Linked DNA regions of Mus musculus: all the other regions are linked to region 1. A link is a contact called in public Hi-C, HiChIP or PLAC-seq and promoter capture Hi-C data. All regions are on one chromosome and are shown on one strand. The core of a region is the stretch at or near the end of the contact, and the rest is flanking DNA. Distances in the headings are between cores, read along the strand shown. Region 1 holds the start of Vamp4 (vesicle-associated membrane protein 4). Region 2 holds the start of Sell (selectin, lymphocyte). Region 3 holds the start of Klhl20 (kelch-like 20). Region 4 holds the start of BC055324 (cDNA sequence BC055324). Region 5 overlaps Scyl3 (SCY1-like 3 (S. cerevisiae)). Region 6 holds the start of Prdx6 (peroxiredoxin 6).

Region 1 (2,517 bases), core at 14-2,513:
CTACTATCGTATTTCCTTATGCTGTTAACAGACAAGGACATTAACTAGCTAAGGAAACAAGGCAAGGAAGTTCGGCATAGTAAGCAAATATACGGATAAAATCATCAACTGAAGGGGCTGGAGAGACGGCTCAGTGAGAAAAGGCACTTATCCTTCTTGTTAACGACCCAGGTTCAATTCCTAGCACCCACATGGCAGCTTGCAACAGCCTGTAACTCCAGTCCCAGGGGATTTGAAGTCCTCATCTGATCTTTAAGAGCATCAGGCATACACATAGTAGTGTATGCACATATATGCATGCAGCCAAAAACACCCATACACATAATAAATCTTTTAAAAACATTAAATAAATAGAAACAAACAAACAAAAGACCACCTCTGGGCTGTCTAGTGACTCCGTGATAATCTCACTACCATGCCCTGCCAGAGACACAGACTAAGATACCTTCTATCTGGGCAGGCCATTTCAGTCCAAGTCAGCCAAGTTGTGAGGAGAAAACTCTCAACCAGTGAGCCCAACAGCAACCCTAACTAAAGATCGGGTGAAAGAGGGCTTTCTCCTGGAATTTTCCTCCTCCGGTTTGTTTTCTTGTCCCTGAGCATCTTTTCTTATTTTTGTGTCTATCAAATAACTGGCAATATATTTCCCCACAGTTTAAAAACTCTTAACAAAGGACTAATAACCATTAAGCTTAAAAGACTTGGAGGAGGATAAATTAAAAAAAAAAAGAAAAGAAATACACATTTCTACAGTTTTGGACTAAGTCTATCAACGCCAGACTTCTTTAAATAAATATGTCAAGCAGAGACTGTAAAGGAGATGAATTATTGGCAGAATGGCAATGTAAGGGTGGTTTCCCGCCTGAATCCCTATGTTTGGATCCTGCCATTTAGGCTACAAGCAAAAGGAATGAAACTGAGTAACCCTCAGCAATTTTGTAAATGGTATCAGACAGATATTTTATCACATGCGGCCCCTTTTACTCAGGTCCCTCAGACAGCCCGCAAAGTAGCATCTTCTACGGGACCTACATCCTAGTCACCCTTTCAGCTCCAGTTGAAAGACTTCTCAGCGTTCCCTACTCATCCCATGTACAACCCACGTGCTCCTCCATCGGATCTGAACGTCACAACCCCGGGGGATTCTCCCGGGTTCAAGAAAGACGGAAGCGATCGACCCGCTCAGGGTCTCCATTGCCTGAACATGTCCCCTCCGCCAGAAGACAAGACCCGGAGCGCCGAGACGCTCGATCTCCGTTGCCTGAGCCTGCCCCCTTGCGCCCTCTCCAGGACTCGGAGTACCGAGCGGCTCGATCTCCCTCGCCTGAGCCCGCCCCCTCTGCCCAGCGCCAGGCGGCGGAGCGCCGAGTCGCTCGATGAGCGGGGGCGCTGCAGCAGAGCGGAGCGGTGGCGGCTCTGCGCCTTCGGCCTTCCCCCTCCCACCCTTCTTCCTCCGCTTCCCGCTCCCTCCCCCGCCTGCCCTGCGCTGCCAGCAGGGACTGCTGCCGGGAGCCCATCGGAGACCGCAGGTATCCCGCCCCGGCGCGCCTGAGCAGGCAGGAAGCCAGGCGACGCCCCTGCCTACCGCCCCCAACGTCCGCTGGGGCTGGGAACCGGCCTGCGCGAGGGTCGGGTCGCGAGTGGGGAAGGCCGGGGGCCCGGGGTGTCCTGAGGAAGGGGCGCGAGGACTGGGGAGGGGCTGGGGCGGCCGAGGAGCTTTGAGATCGAGTTGCCCTCCAGGGGGAGAGCTGTTCCCGAGGGGGCACCTGTACGGGGAGTCGGGGGCCAGAGTTCCGAGCAGATGTCGGGGTGCGTGGCCTGGGGTGGCGGCGGCGAAGGGAGCCGAGGAATTGGCCAGAGAGGCTCGCCTGAGGTCCTTCCTCGGGGGTTCGGAGAAAGCGCGCATCCCCGCTGTGCTTAGAATGACCCGGGGGTGGAGGTGAATCCTTACACGTAACAGGTTTTGCGAGTAAGATTTCCAGTCACGATTTGCGTGGAACTGTTACCAGCCGAGACTGCAGATGAGAAATGAGGAAGAACTGGCGAGGGGGATGGAGGCTGAGCAAAGGAAAGCCGTGCCCAGCCAGATTCGAGCTTTTTTAGCGAAATGAAATAGAGCTTGTTTTGTCGAGGTAAAAAGCCAGTGTAGATTAAACAACAGGTTAGAAGTGCGTTACATGTAAAGCCACGGAATAGAGAACGTACTACAGAAGATGCATACGAGAGATTTGAGCAAGCGGGGAAGTACACGTAAGAGTCGTGCGATGTTGACACTTCAGTGAACCGTGTGGTGTTCCATCCACGACGTGGAAAGACATCACGATGACTCTTACTACGTAGACACGTTAACGACAAGAATATTTTTGGTAGGAGGAACTGTAGGCAGAATGGAGTCAACTCTGATTTCTGAGTACAGTTTATTTACGCTACTTATTTTTAATCTGTAAATATCATTAGTTGCGGGTAGTTCCAGGGTAGCTCGTTTATCTATCTGCTGATTTGCTGGTGGTTTGTTTA
Region 2 (2,517 bases), core at 10-2,509, 1.5 Mb after region 1:
ACAAGGTTTCTCTGTATAGCTCTGGTTATCCTGTAGACCAGGCTGGCCTCGAACTCAGAAATCTGCCTGCCTCTGCCTCCCAAGTGCTGGGATTAAAGGCGTGCGCCACCACTGCTCAGCTTTTTTTTTTTTTTGGTTTGTTTTTGTTTTTTGTTTTTGTTTTTCGAGACAGAGTTTCTCTGTAGCCCTGGCTGTCCTGGAACTCACTCTGTAGACCAGGCTGGCCTTGAACTCAGAAATCTGCCTGCCTCTGTCTCCCAAATGCTGGGATTAAAGGCGTGCGCCACCACTGCCCCATTTTAGACTTTCAAAGGTAATTAAGATGACCTGTTAAGTTCTAGTGTTGTTATTGTTGCTACTACATTATATTTGTGTGTGTGTGTCTGTGTGTATGTTGACACATACATGCCATTTTTTGTCATTATTACTAACTTTCTTACAGTTTAAATACTATTATGTCAGTGACTTCCTCCAGATTGCTTTTGAATGGCTGAATTCAAACTTTATATGCTGTCTTACCCTCTTCACACTTTCTACTCAAGGTATTTCTAGGTCCCCCAACCTCTCTAAGTTAGAGCCCTGGGATTTTATTTAGGATTTTGCTTTCAGAAGAGCCATTAACAAGGACTTCCACTAGGGGGTGAACGAGGAAAGAGGAAGGAGAGGAACTAAGTTGGGTCAAGTCTTCCAGAAAGCTCCCGAAGTTCAAGAGCAAGTGAACTAGCTCTGAAATAAGTTTTTAATCTATGGTACGACCAGGGTCCCCTACCCCATGGTCGGGAGTTTATAAACAAAACAAGGAACACAAAGGAAAGTGGGGTGGGAAGGGAGAAGAATGGAAGGGAAGGGAGGAGAAAAAAGGGGAGGGGAAGGGAAGGTAGAGGAGGGGAAGGGTAGGGAAGGGAAGGGACGGGAAGGAGGCATAGGTAACCAGAAAGGACTAAGAGGATGTGGGGAAGAATCCAGTTGCCATTGCTTCTTTTTTTTTTTTCTATTTTTTTTTTTTAATTTGGGGGATTATAATATAATTACAATATCTCTCCCTTTCCTTTCCTCCTTCCAAACTGGGGATATCCTGAGCAGGGGGCATAGCTTCTGGTCCACTACTGTGTTCTTGGGGCAAATGATTGAGCCCAGATTAGGAAAGGGGTGGGGAGAGAGAGATAGAGAGAGAGAGAGAGAGAAGAGAAAGAGGAAGAATTGGGGGCGGAGGATGTGAGGCTGGGCTGGAGAAATGAAAGAAAGCAAACCCCACTGGTGACATTGGCACATTCTTCCTGAGCGCAGCACGCCCTCCTTGTGCAAGAACTCTGAGCCCCAGGTGCAGGAGGCTGAGGCCTGCAGAGAGACTTGCAGAGAGACCCAGCAAGCCATGGTGAGCATCCCAGCCTATAAGAGATCTCTAGATATTCAAAATTTTCCTTGGGGTTGAAGAGGCAGGTGGCAAGGGGGCAAGAAGCTATCATTTCTGCGTTTAAGAAATATAGAAACCAACAAACAAGAACAAGAACAACAACAACAACAAAACCCCTACGCATGCTGTCTCAAGAAAATGACTCTAGACTCTTTCTTGCTGATTTTCTCCCTTGGTGTTTGCTTTGATGGAATGCTGGAAGGGGCACAGATAAGATTAGACCTTTGCGGTGACACAGAGTGACTCCCTGAGGAGTGATATACATCCAAAACTACAGTTTTAAGATGTGCAGAAAGCCTATGGCTTTGTTGTTTGAGTTATTAAAAATATATTGCTTCTTACTTGAAAAAAGCAATGCTTGCCTTTCCTGGCTTCTGGCTACATCATTCTTTCATATATTTGAGGTATGGCTCCTTCATGACCCAGCGTGAAAGGCAAATGTGAGTGTCACTGGTTCATTAGACCCCAAGAGCATTAAAAACAAGAGCATTAAAAAAATTAAGATTCTGTTTGATTTAAAGCTCAGTCGAAAAGTAGGTACAAAGAATACCGAAATATCGGAAAGCATAACATTAATCATGATCAACAACCTGGGACTGAAACCTGGAAGGAAAATGAAATAAAGTAGTGTACCAGTGTGTAATGAAGTAGATGCCATAATTTTCAGCCATGACACCCACCCCCCCCCAAATAGTTTACCTTGGATACGGTTGATAGTGGGCTGATGGGCTTTATCTGTGAATTGAAGAAGTGCCAGGGCACTGCCTCATGGTGCTATAAGTTTGCAGTTCAGAGTTTAAATATTTTGCACTTCATTTACAGGTGTTTCCATGGAGATGTGAGGGTACTTACTGGGGCTCGAGGAACATCCTGAAGCTGTGGGTCTGGACACTGCTCTGTTGTGGTATGTCCTTTGTTTTTGGCTAAGCCTTAGGCAGTGATTGTTCTTTTCTTAAATATTCATTGAAAGTACATAGTTGCAGGGAATACAATCAGGTAGATGGCTATTAATTCTTTTTTTTGTTGCTTTTTTGTTTTATTTTTTTTTTTGTTTTTGTATTTTTTATTTTTGGCTATTAATTCTTTTAAGGACTCTCATTCTT
Region 3 (2,517 bases), core at 8-2,507, 1.4 Mb before region 1:
TTGCTATTTTCTGACATTACTAGTTTCGATTTACTTGAAACAAGAACGATTAATTCCAAGCAGGATTTGTTAAGGTTTGTGAATAAATAATCGTAAACGATGCACTGTTAGTAGAAGCTTAATTTCAATCACTGAAATCAATGTTTCATATTCTTAAAAAGGCTTACCTGCGCATTGGCTTTCCTTCCCTGCACCATGAAAAGTATCCTTCACCGTGTTCTAAAGCCGTACCTTCAACAAGAGAGAAGTAGTAGCTTACTAAAAACTGTTCGAGTTCTCCAGCAACTTGTATAATCACTTCACTCATTTCGTCTGTAATCAGGAATCTTACATCCTAATGTAATCTTTGCGTAGATGCGCAATCATAATGTAATGCCTTTAAGAGGACTATCACTAACTAAAGATGCTAAGGTGACAGATTATATGTGAATGTGAGGGTGACTGGGAAAGCAGTCAGGATCAAAATAGTCATGATCGCTAGTTGGTGTTTTCTGCTCAAGAAGCACCTGGGGAGTTTTTTGATTTTTTAACTTCACCATCAAGTATATTTGCAGAGTAATCACTTGATACCAGCAGCAGTACTAATTTAGTGACTCGGATAGGAAAAGCATTGTTTTAGCACTGAATCCGAAGGTTGTTAACTTATTCTGAAGTGACAAGCAGGCCGGAGGCGGTTGCCTTTAAAAACAACTCCACTTCCGACCAGCCCAGCCCGGGCAGCTTGAACAAGGGCAGGGAAAGTAGTTCTAGACTACAACTCTCCCAAGCTCTCGTCTTAGTCGCCGAAATATTGTTCACCGCCAGGATCTTGCTGGCTTCCAGAGAGAAAATGGGAGGCAGAGTGCTCGCTCCCTTAGAATTCCAAGTGAAGCTGTCCAGGATGCGGAGTCCTGCGTCCCCAGCAAGCATTGCACAGCCTTGCCCTGGCTTCAAGACACCTCGGGCAGCCAGCAGCAGCGCAGCCTGGAGCCCTGAAAGGCCCGACCGAGGAACCCTACCGTCCCTTAGAGGCACGACTGACAGGCAGCCTAGAAAGCACTGCCCTGACCCCGCCGGGCAGTTCGGCAAGTTGAGCTCATAGATCTGCAAAGCGAGACCTAGGGCTCTGTTCTCCATCCCGTGCTCTAGAGCTCTGACTTACTGGCTTTGACACTTTTCTCTCTGCGGCACCCTCTCTGCCTTCTCCGCCCTCTCTGCCTCCACCTCTGGAGCCGCTAGCGCAGGCAGGATGCGGCTCCTGCAGCGATTTCCTTTCCCTGCACCCGCCCAGATCCAGAAACAGGAAGCGGTCCGATGGCTAAATCCTTCCCACGGAACTGCACGTGTTCGGGCAAGTAGTTCCGTCATGGCTCCGGAAGTAGCTGTGCCTTTCGCTGAGCGTTTCCCAGGACTGGTACCATTAGTCGATCTGACTTTTACAATATACTTAGAGAGCAACCAAATAAAATATGTATGAGGTGAGGGTTTCATTTTTGAGTATATAACTAAAAGTCTGTTGCTGATGTATTGAAAACTATACAAGGCTATTATTAACCAAAATTTCTTTAGCTGAACTTTATTTGACATCTATAGACTCTGTGCAGTTGTTTTTGATAGGAAATATACCTCATATTAATAAACTTGTAGTGGGAATGATTGGTCTTTAAATTCAACTTCTAATTCTAGTTCTATGATACACTTTGTCATTTGGCCAAGTTTTTTCTTCATATGTACCAGTGATATATAAGTAAATAATATATGTACTAGTAACAGCTATGGATACCCCATTTATTATCAAATACTTAGCATATAACATTGTGTATTAGTTTATCAGTTCTAGTATCTCTCTTATTGAAGGATTTATTACCATTTTTCCAAATGGTGGTAGCATTATGTTTCAGATAGTGCCATTCCAGTCGGTACCAAAGCGTTATGTAACTTACAAAAGGGTAAGGGTATCTACGGAGCATAGCCTGTAAGGGTTAGAGCCACAACTTGATGCCGTGTACAATGGTTCTAGATTCTGGCCACAATTATATTATATCTTCCTCCAGAAAGGTTCAAGGATTCTCGTTGGTCCATATTATTGGTACTTTCAACTTTAATTTTTTGCCAATCTGATGGGTATAAAATAGTTTAGATGTACATTTTTCTGATCCATTGAAATGGCATCTTATATGTGCACCTCTCAGGTTTCTTTTGTGTAGATTGTCTAAAAGTCATCTTCAAAGTGACTCAGATTCTTCCAAAATATGAGTCATGATTTTAATTCTTTATAGCTATACAGTTCTATAGCAAGGGAGTTATAAAAACATTAAGGAATGCTAGTAACTAAAATGGGCTTTTAAGCCAGGGTGAAAGTAATATTTCCTATTCTTAACCCATTGATTCCTTCTTAACCTACTACCCACTGTAAGCTGGCTTGTGCTTCAACTACTCTGTTTCTTTTTAAAGGGGAGGAGTTCAGTGTGAATCAGCTCTTCATATTTATGCCAATTAACAAAGTATACATAAAAATAAACATATGAAAAAACTGGC
Region 4 (2,517 bases), core at 12-2,511, 1.4 Mb after region 1:
CAAGGTAAGGTAGAAATGGTACTCTAAATGTAGTGTGGTACCTGTAATACTGAGGGGAGGGTAAATAACAGATATCTTCATTCCCTCTAAGCCTAGCAGTCTGAGACACACATTACATAAATAAACATCTTTTGAGTAGGAAAACAGTTGTTTCCAGGAGGAAATTCCATAAAAACAACCCTTCTCGTTGACACACAAAAATTCCAGCACTGCAAACTCAGGATTACTGCAAACCCAAGACCAGTCTGTTTTGTATAGCTAGTATCAGGCCAGTCAGGACTACCATCTAAAAAGCAAAATAATTCCATATCCACACACGGAGTACTTTAAAAACGGTCATCAGCACCACGTTGGATTTTGCTAATGTCTAAGGAATGACTTCAGTGTGAGAGAACTTAAGTTATACTATGAAACATCATTCGTGCAAGGTTTGAACTTTCACTAAATGTAATGGTATTTTCAGTTTTTGGAGGGGTGTGTGTGTGTCTGTTTCTGTGTGTGTAATTTTAAATAGAAGGTATGATCAAAATCATAAAATTAAAATCACCTTTTACATGAAGGGAGTCGACTTCCAATTACAAACACAAAAGCATTACATAATTATTCTTTGCACCTAACTCCACACAATTACAACTCGATTAAAGCCAATACCTGAAGCACCGCCTTGTAACTTAAAAGGGAAACGGGTTCGAAAGGGGAAAAGCATTTTTGTTTACAGACCATCCTTTGAAGATGTGGTACCACGGAAGAACTACAACTACATCCTTCAGCTCTCACGCTTCATCCAGATACTGAGCACCAGCGCGGGCATCTCCCACACTTAGGCAAGTGCGACCGACCGGGCAAACTTAGGAACAGAGAACTAAACTTAAGGCATGAGAGCACTCATCATTTTCAAACGCTCCAGTCGCAATCGTCCGACAATGCTAGGCGCGCCTAGCCCCTCAACCCACGGTTGTCCTCGTTCCCTTAACCATCACCTCGCAAAACAAAACAGAGTTCGAATCCCAGGCTGCCCGCGTCAGGGCGGAGCAGGCTCGCGACACACCCCCCGCTCAGCGCCCTCCAAGGATATGAGGAGCCGGGGCAGCACCGAAGGCAGCTCCCGACGGCACATCTCCTCCGACCAGCTGCTGAGTTCCTCCAGCACGACCCCGCTCGCCACCTCCGCATCGTCCTGCGACATTCTTTCGCCACCCCCGAGAGACGAACGAATCCGCACGACTCCCGCCACAGCTTGGAACGCCGTCCCAGCAGGCTTTGAGAGAGCTCCGCCCCCACCAAACCATAGAGAGGAGCACTCTCGCCCCCAAGCGTCGGGGCCCTCTCTAGCTATTGGAGGACTCATCTCGTTGGTGTTCGCCGTAGGCTGAAGGCGAGTTTCTCCGGTAGTTTGTTCGCCCTGGCGTCTGACTTTCCAATGCTGAGACCAGAAGTCCTCAGGTTTGCTATCCTCAGTCCGGGGGGACTTTGAGACGACGCGTAGTTTCAAGGGTGACCTGGGCTGAGGCCAGGAATGACTCTACTCCCCTGTGAGGTGCGTTCGAGAATAGGAATGATTTTACTGGCGTGCGTGCTTCCGTTCCTACGGCTCCTGCCAAGTGAACGGAGATCCCACCGTCCAGAAATGTGCAAATTAAAACGGGTGTTATGGTCTGGCATATTGCCGGAAATGTTTCTATACAATCGATTATACTTTCCACAGTCCTAGTCTTTATTCATCCCTCCAGTCACATAAGGTGTAGAACTACGTACACATAAATGTACCGTTTGGATGAGTTTGCACACACCAGATCACACACACCTGTGTGTGTTTGAAAATGGATACCCTACTTACCCAAATAAAACCTTAAACTGTTTTTGCGAGGCAGAGATGAAGGAACAAACCTGGATGCCACTGTGAACAAAGAGAAAATAATTACTGTAGATGCGTCAGAAATTTAGGAAGATGAAGGTGAAGATGCCTGAGCACAAGGCAACTAAAAGACCAGGCAGGAAGCTGGGCATGGTGGCGCACGCCTTTAATCCCAGCACTCGGGAGACAGAGGCAGGTGGATTTCTGAGTTCGAGGCCAGCCTGGTCTACAAAGTGAGTTCCAGAACAGCCAGGGCTATAGAGAAACCCTGTCTCGAAAAACCAAAAAAAAAAAAAAAAAAAAAAAGACCAGGCAGCAGGTAGCTAGGCTGTCCTGTCTACAAATCTTGGGGTTTATTGTTCTGGTGAAGGTGGTAGCTGCTATAGCTATTCTTTTGTTTGTCTTTATGTTTTATCTTCTACTTTTGAATACTTAAGGCATCTGTGCATTTTGCTAAATCGCATACACACAGCCTTTTTTTGTTTTTGTTTTTAAACATTTTCTTTTCCCCCTTCCCTTTCCAGGGCTGAACTGAAAAAGGATCAAAGGCGTCTAAAACGTCTTTGGAGCCCCCTCTGAATACATCTGATGGTGTATACGCAGCTAACAGACATTGGGCGCAACAGAACTAATCGACTGTGTGATCGGTTATGCCATTAAAT
Region 5 (2,517 bases), core at 12-2,511, 1.4 Mb after region 1:
CAACAGCCAGGGCTCTGTTTGCTTGGGCTTTTTCAGGTTGGTTTTTGCTCTCATCAGTCTCCAGCTAGAGAGGTCCGAAAAGAGGGAGAAGGCCTGGAACTAACTGTAGCTCTGGATTTCAGTTTCAGCGGACGTTCTCTCCAGCTTCCTACAGATCCTGCACTCAGCTCTGCTGAACCCCATGCCCGAGTGTCGGCCAGCACTCAGCACCTTACTGTCCCATGATTTCTTCAGGTGAGGGCATCATGTGACACACTACAGAGAGGGAAAGAGAGGAAGAGAGAGAGATTGGTTTGCCTTTCAGGTTTTTATCACAGAAAGTTTGAAAACTTCTCAGCTGTCATGAAGGAATTATATCCAGATTCAGTAGGAAGTTTGATTAGAAAGAACTAGTCCGTGTCAAATAGTTTTCAGTTGGAAACTAATTGAGAAAGTAGATAAAGTTGATAAGCATGGCCCCGCCTTGTGCTGCCACTGCATTATGGGTGCCTGTTCTCTGAATCTGTCTTGTTGAGAGGGGGCAGGTTTGTGTTTCGTCTGGCAGTAGATGGTTCCCTTAGTCTCAGTGTATAGGCGTTGGTCAGAGGGAAGGACACAGAATAAACACCCCGGGTTCACAGATGGTTTTGAACTTCAAGGTTAGTTTTAATTACGTTTTTTTTTTTATTTCTGTAACCACAGAGCTTGTGCCCAGGTTAGTTCCATGTTTGTGAGTTTTATTAACAAACCTAACCCATGTTTCTTAAACAAAGTATGTTTATGTGTTTGTACTTAGAGCTTGGAAGGGATCAGAACAGAAGGAAGGATACAGCCTCCCCAAGGAAGATGAGGCCTCTAGAGAGGCACCGTGTGGTGGGGTGTTACTAAGTTAGTCCTGTAGTCACCACAAGTACAGTTGACATTTATGTTTGTGAGAAAATGTTTTGGACTTTTCCCAATATAGCAGGTTCCCTCCTCCATTTCTTAAATTGGGAAATACAATTGTATATATTTGTGTTTATAAGTCTGTCAACAGTTATTATTTTCTTGTATTTGTAGATGAATTTTAGAAATACTTTATTTCTCATGCTATCATAGTCTCTATAAAGATAATTCATTATAGTAAATTGTTACCACTATATGTAACTCAAGTTCTTTAAGAACTGTGTAATAGTGCAGAGGGAAGAAAATCATCAAAGCGCATTCCAGGCCACATCAGACATCCGTGTGTGGCAGGAGGAGCAAACTGCCGGAAGCAGCAGGGTGGAGCAGGCCAGCTCCCTCCCTGAGGCAGTTGCTTCTGTTAAAGCGCTTGTGCATTAGCTCCGCCTCTTTGGGATACACAGGTCCACTTCGATTGGACAGGAGTCTTTAAAGGTTCTTTGTTTTTTAGACTTAAAAAAATTGAAACTCTGTGACAAATGTTACAGCCTAGAAATACCAAAGGAGGAAAGGATGTGGTGGACACATAAAATAAATGTAGATGGTCTGCTTATCGCCTAGGGCCATGAAAGGTAAACAACTTGTCTCTTAGGAGAAGTTTACGATTATGAGCACATACATTTATAGTCCACATACGCTACCATTTGCGTGAGAAATGTAAACAGACATAAAGATGTGGTATTAAATTATAAATGCAAAAAATTCATTGGAGCGCATATTACTGGTATGCTAAGCATTTCAAGCATCACCCTCAAGCAGCACATGACACAAATCATCTCAACAAACGCAGAAAAATGGCTCACGTCGCACAAAGTGGTTTCTTGAGTTTCTGGTGTATTTCCACTGTCTTTTAATTTACCCACCATAGAAAAGTTTGTGTTTAGACTGTTTTCAGTAAAACTACTGGTCAACAGGCTAATGAAAATTAAGTCTTGGTAAAAGTTAAAAGTAACACGAATTTTTATGTGGAGGAAATCATGGAAGATAGGGCCTTAATAATGAATTGTTCAAGAATCACATATAGGTGTCAGCGTGAGAATGAAGGCAGTACCTGTGCATGCCAAGCTGTGTGCTTAAGTGTTGGGCAATATGGTAGGGATATGCTAGGACGGTATGGTAGGGATATGCTAGGACGGTATGATAGGATATGCTAGGATGATAAGGTAGGGATATGGTAGGATGGTATGGTAGGGATATGCTAGGACGGTATGGTAGGGATATGCTAGGACAGTATGGTAGGATATGCTAGGATGATAAGGTAGGGATATGGTAGGATGGTATGGTAGGGATGTGGTAGGATGGGAGCCATGCTGTCTTGGAACAGAATAGTTTACAGGTTTGGAACTATCTGTAGACTCTTCAGAAACTGGCCTTGCCTAGGTCCAAAAGTCAGAAAAATGAGAAAACACTGGTGACTTCTATAAAAGTTCCATTTCCTAGATCCTCTTTGGTGTTTTCACTTCACCACAGGGGACTTGGGGATCAGCAGCTTCTTTGATAGTGCCACTTCTTCCAGGGTAGTCCACTTAATCAGTGTCTGTGACAGTGAGAGCATTGGAAAGGTGTGGTCACTGCTGAAGCCTAAGGACAGCAGCA
Region 6 (2,517 bases), core at 12-2,511, 1.3 Mb before region 1:
CATACATACATACATACATACATACTAGATACGAAAAGGACACAGACAGACCCAAGAGTTTGTTTATTCAGTGTCATTGGGCACTGAAACTCCAGAACCACAACATAGCCTGACGCGTATGCAAAAAGCGGACTGAAACTAAGCATCTTACAATGTGTGCATTCAGGAGCTGTAAAACTAAGACAAAATCGGTGCATACCTAGCCACTGTGGCCACCACTGTTGTTATCAGCAGCAAGGCCAGGCGCTGATGCAAAGCAGAGGGGGAGGGGACCACTGGGAAACAAAAGAGTCTCCAAGTGGGGAGGCACACGTGTCCTAGCCTTGGAATGGCCTAGAGTGGCAAAATGGTCGCAGCCTTTCCCTCAAAGCATTGCTTCTTCTAGAATCACGGTCACGCCTACAGAGTGTTTCTGGGTGCTCCCAAAGCTGTTACATATAATCTTATTTTTGACCTCTGAAGGAGGCTCTGGACAAAAAGTCTTTTGGCTACTTACTTGGCACCGTAGTTTTGTTTTGTTTTTTAATTCAGAAGTCCGCAAACACTCCCCGAAGTTAAGAGGAACCCAGATAACGTCGGGACAGCCCTTAATTTGTGGCTGTGTGCTCTAACTTTGACCTTAGGCACCCACCTTCCGCAAGGTACAACTTCTAGAGCGGCAGGAGGGCGGGCAGTGCGACCCTGGGCAAGCGTCCCGGGAAATGACCTCAAACACCGAGCAACCCTGCCCCACCTCCCCTGGGCTTTCAGATCGACCCCGACACAAACCCAACACTGTTTACAAAACCAGGTTAAACAGACAACAAACCGTCCTCGGCAAGGACCTCCTTTCCCATGCCAGGCCAGCCACGCTGGGTCAGGGAAGGATCCGCTGATCGGCGTAGGGCCGGGCAGAGGTCGCAGGTCCCCAGCAATGCCCGGTGATGCTCGGCAGGACCCCGGCGGCGGGCACGTGCGGGAACCGGTGAGGGGCTAAGCCAGAGACCCGCCGCGGCCGAGCGCAACCCGGAAAGAAGCGAGGCAGGTAGCTCTGGGGACCCGTCACCTGGCAGGGCAACGCGGTGGCCACTTACGAATCTCCCAGGAAATCGTGGAAGCGGATGCGGCCGATGGTGGTATTGGCCTCAAAGTTGGGGGCTTCGTCCCCGAGAAGCAACCCTCCGGGCATGGCGGCAGTGGTGACGCTGAGAACAAGGAGGCGCAGCCGCAGCAGTGAGCAGCGGGCGGGCTCCTGCGGAGACCTAGATCAGTGCTGGCCGAGTGGGCGGGGCTGGGGCGGGGCTGGGGCGGGGTGGGGCGACCGCGAGTCTGGCGGCTGCGGTTCTTCACGTGGAGCTTGCAGGCAAGGGAGATTCTGGAGCTAAAGAAGGCCACGTGCAATAGGAAGGAAGCGCAAGACCGAGAATTGCGGGGACTTGTAGATCTGGCGGCTCTGCAAAGATGCTCTAGGAGAAGGCGGAATTAGCGCAAATCCTCTGACATTCTCACCCCTGTTGGACTTACAATTTAGAGGTCTTGGGGTATAGCCCTCTTTTACTATGAGCATCTAGTAGTTGGCTGAATGACTGACTACTCAGCCAACCTGGGTTTCAGAAGTTTTTCAGGATGTGGCAAGAACCAGACTTGTGACGTGGGCTAAGTCAGAGGAAGTGGCTTTCTTATTGCAGCAAACATTCTGTACCAATGTCAATAAGAGGGCAATGGAAAGAACCGTTTTTTTTTTTTTTTAAATTTTGCCTCCCCATTCCTGGAGTTCCTTATAAAATGCTCAACACATTATTCCTAAAGTTTAAATATAGGTTTCACAACAGGCTTCTTGAGATCGAGTGTATGCAAGTGAATTCCCACCTGAAGAAATGGGACATTTTGATCCACTGACTTCCTATTTCCTAAGCACAAAGTGGAGAAAGATGCCTGCCCTTATTAGAGACAGATGGCAGACATTCTGCACAGAAACCAGAATCTGTTAGAAGCTCAGCCTGGTGATCGCAAACCAGAAACCCCAACTACTCTGGAGAAAGGAGAAGGACTGTAAATTCTGAGCTACAGAGGAAGTTCAAGGCCAACCTGGGGAACTTAGAGTCTGTCTCAAAATAAAGGGGAATGAGGAAGCAGGTGTGCGGCAGGATGCTTGACTGGAGTGTGGGAGGCCCTAGGTCCAATCGCCAGCGCTAAGGTGTGGTGGAGGACAATGTATTAGAAAGCCCCGAGTCCTAGCTGGAGAAACTAAAGCGAGTTTATGTAAGTTAAGTGAGGCTACCTGGAGGTCAGCTTCAGATTGTGTGGCCCAGCCTGGGGAAGCCTGCAGGACAGTAGACTACTTAGAACATGGCAGGTGCTCTCAGAGTGGTAGCTATTATTAGATGACACAATTCACGCAGTAACTCTCACTTTCCTTATTGCTAGCTAGACACCGTGCGAGGCCTGATGTGAGACATAGTCCCAGCTCTTACAGGAAAAGTGCAGTTATGATATCATGTAAGGTGATATGGACAGGGGAGCTGTGAGTGTTTGTTG

Evidence for each region. Promoter capture Hi-C pulls out the DNA fragments that hold promoters and counts their contacts. Hi-C and Micro-C count contacts between places; a contact is called where the count stands out from the background. HiChIP or PLAC-seq counts read pairs in DNA pulled down with a chosen protein or histone mark. Capture Hi-C pulls out chosen DNA fragments and counts their contacts.
Region 2: an H3K27ac HiChIP or PLAC-seq map of thymic regulatory T cells shows a contact between it and region 1, with 6 times the contacts expected there. The contact joins the promoter of Sell here to the promoter of Vamp4 in region 1. A contact is called at or near these places in 2 of 39 promoter capture datasets (both in liver), 1 of 484 Hi-C or Micro-C datasets (B cells), 1 of 115 datasets of contacts at active chromatin or transcription factors (thymic regulatory T cells) and 1 of 9 other capture datasets (liver).
Region 3: a contact with region 1 is called in a promoter capture Hi-C map of liver, with 2.0 times the contacts expected there. The contact joins the promoter of Klhl20 here to the promoter of Vamp4 in region 1. A contact is called at or near these places in 5 of 39 promoter capture datasets (the 3T3-L1 cell line, the HPC-7 cell line, hippocampal neurons and 2 more) and 2 of 9 other capture datasets (adipose tissue and liver).
Region 4: a contact with region 1 is called in a promoter capture Hi-C map of liver, with 6 times the contacts expected there. The contact joins the promoter of BC055324 here to the promoter of Vamp4 in region 1. A contact is called at or near these places in 9 of 39 promoter capture datasets (the C10 cell line, HPC-7-derived erythroid cells, cranial neural crest and 5 more), 1 of 484 Hi-C or Micro-C datasets (B cells), 2 of 115 datasets of contacts at active chromatin or transcription factors (astrocytes and pancreatic cancer cells) and 2 of 9 other capture datasets (adipose tissue and embryonic stem cells).
Region 5: a contact with region 1 is called in a promoter capture Hi-C map of embryonic stem cells, with 3 times the contacts expected there. The contact joins the enhancer-like site here to the promoter of Vamp4 in region 1. A contact is called at or near these places in 8 of 39 promoter capture datasets (3T3-L1-derived adipocytes, the C10 cell line, embryonic stem cells and 4 more), 3 of 484 Hi-C or Micro-C datasets (embryonic stem cells, liver and regulatory T cells), 1 of 115 datasets of contacts at active chromatin or transcription factors (pro-B cells) and 2 of 9 other capture datasets (adipose tissue and liver).
Region 6: a Hi-C map of B cells shows a contact between it and region 1, with 7 read pairs. The contact joins the promoter of Prdx6 here to the promoter of Vamp4 in region 1. A contact is called at or near these places in 3 of 39 promoter capture datasets (the C10 cell line, hippocampal neurons and liver), 2 of 484 Hi-C or Micro-C datasets (B cells and cardiomyocytes), 2 of 115 datasets of contacts at active chromatin or transcription factors (astrocytes and stem cell-derived neural progenitor cells) and 1 of 9 other capture datasets (liver).

What each region holds. Positions count from the first base shown.
Region 1 is chr1:162,569,252-162,571,768 of GRCm38.p6, forward strand. Vamp4 (vesicle-associated membrane protein 4) reads left to right here and starts at 1,264. Exons shown (of 8, transcript NM_001356527.1): 1 at 1,264-1,529.
Region 2 is chr1:164,060,817-164,063,333 of GRCm38.p6, forward strand. It overlaps Sell (selectin, lymphocyte), which reads left to right and starts at 1,260. Exons shown (of 9, transcript NM_011346.2): 1 at 1,260-1,375; 2 at 2,237-2,318. The coding sequence starts at 1,373. It overlaps Gm51665 (a long non-coding RNA gene), which reads right to left and starts at 2,176. Exons shown (of 2, transcript XR_003948100.1): 1 at 2,114-2,176.
Region 3 is chr1:161,130,222-161,132,738 of GRCm38.p6, forward strand. It overlaps Klhl20 (kelch-like 20), which reads right to left and starts at 1,258. Exons shown (of 12, transcript NM_001039482.1): 1 at 1,142-1,258; 2 at 168-231. The coding sequence starts at 175.
Region 4 is chr1:163,993,535-163,996,051 of GRCm38.p6, forward strand. It overlaps BC055324 (cDNA sequence BC055324), which reads right to left and starts at 1,262. Exons shown (of 24, transcript NM_201364.2): 1 at 1,076-1,262. The coding sequence starts at 1,186. It overlaps Mettl18 (methyltransferase like 18), which reads left to right and starts at 1,355. Exons shown (of 2, transcript NM_027279.3): 1 at 1,355-1,537; 2 at 2,380-2,517.
Region 5 is chr1:163,940,985-163,943,501 of GRCm38.p6, forward strand. It overlaps Scyl3 (SCY1-like 3 (S. cerevisiae)), which reads left to right. Exons shown (of 14, transcript NM_028776.5): 7 at 123-234. Among named protein-coding and RNA genes, the nearest start is that of Scyl3, 12 kb to the left of the region's middle. Within about 2 kb of position 1,262, at least 10 of the 459 cell types and tissues checked have an H3K27ac peak or open chromatin away from gene starts, as enhancers often do. A contact at or near this core is called in embryonic stem cells, where this site is marked.
Region 6 is chr1:161,249,949-161,252,465 of GRCm38.p6, forward strand. It overlaps Prdx6 (peroxiredoxin 6), which reads right to left and starts at 1,262. Exons shown (of 5, transcript NM_007453.4): 1 at 1,074-1,262. The coding sequence starts at 1,168.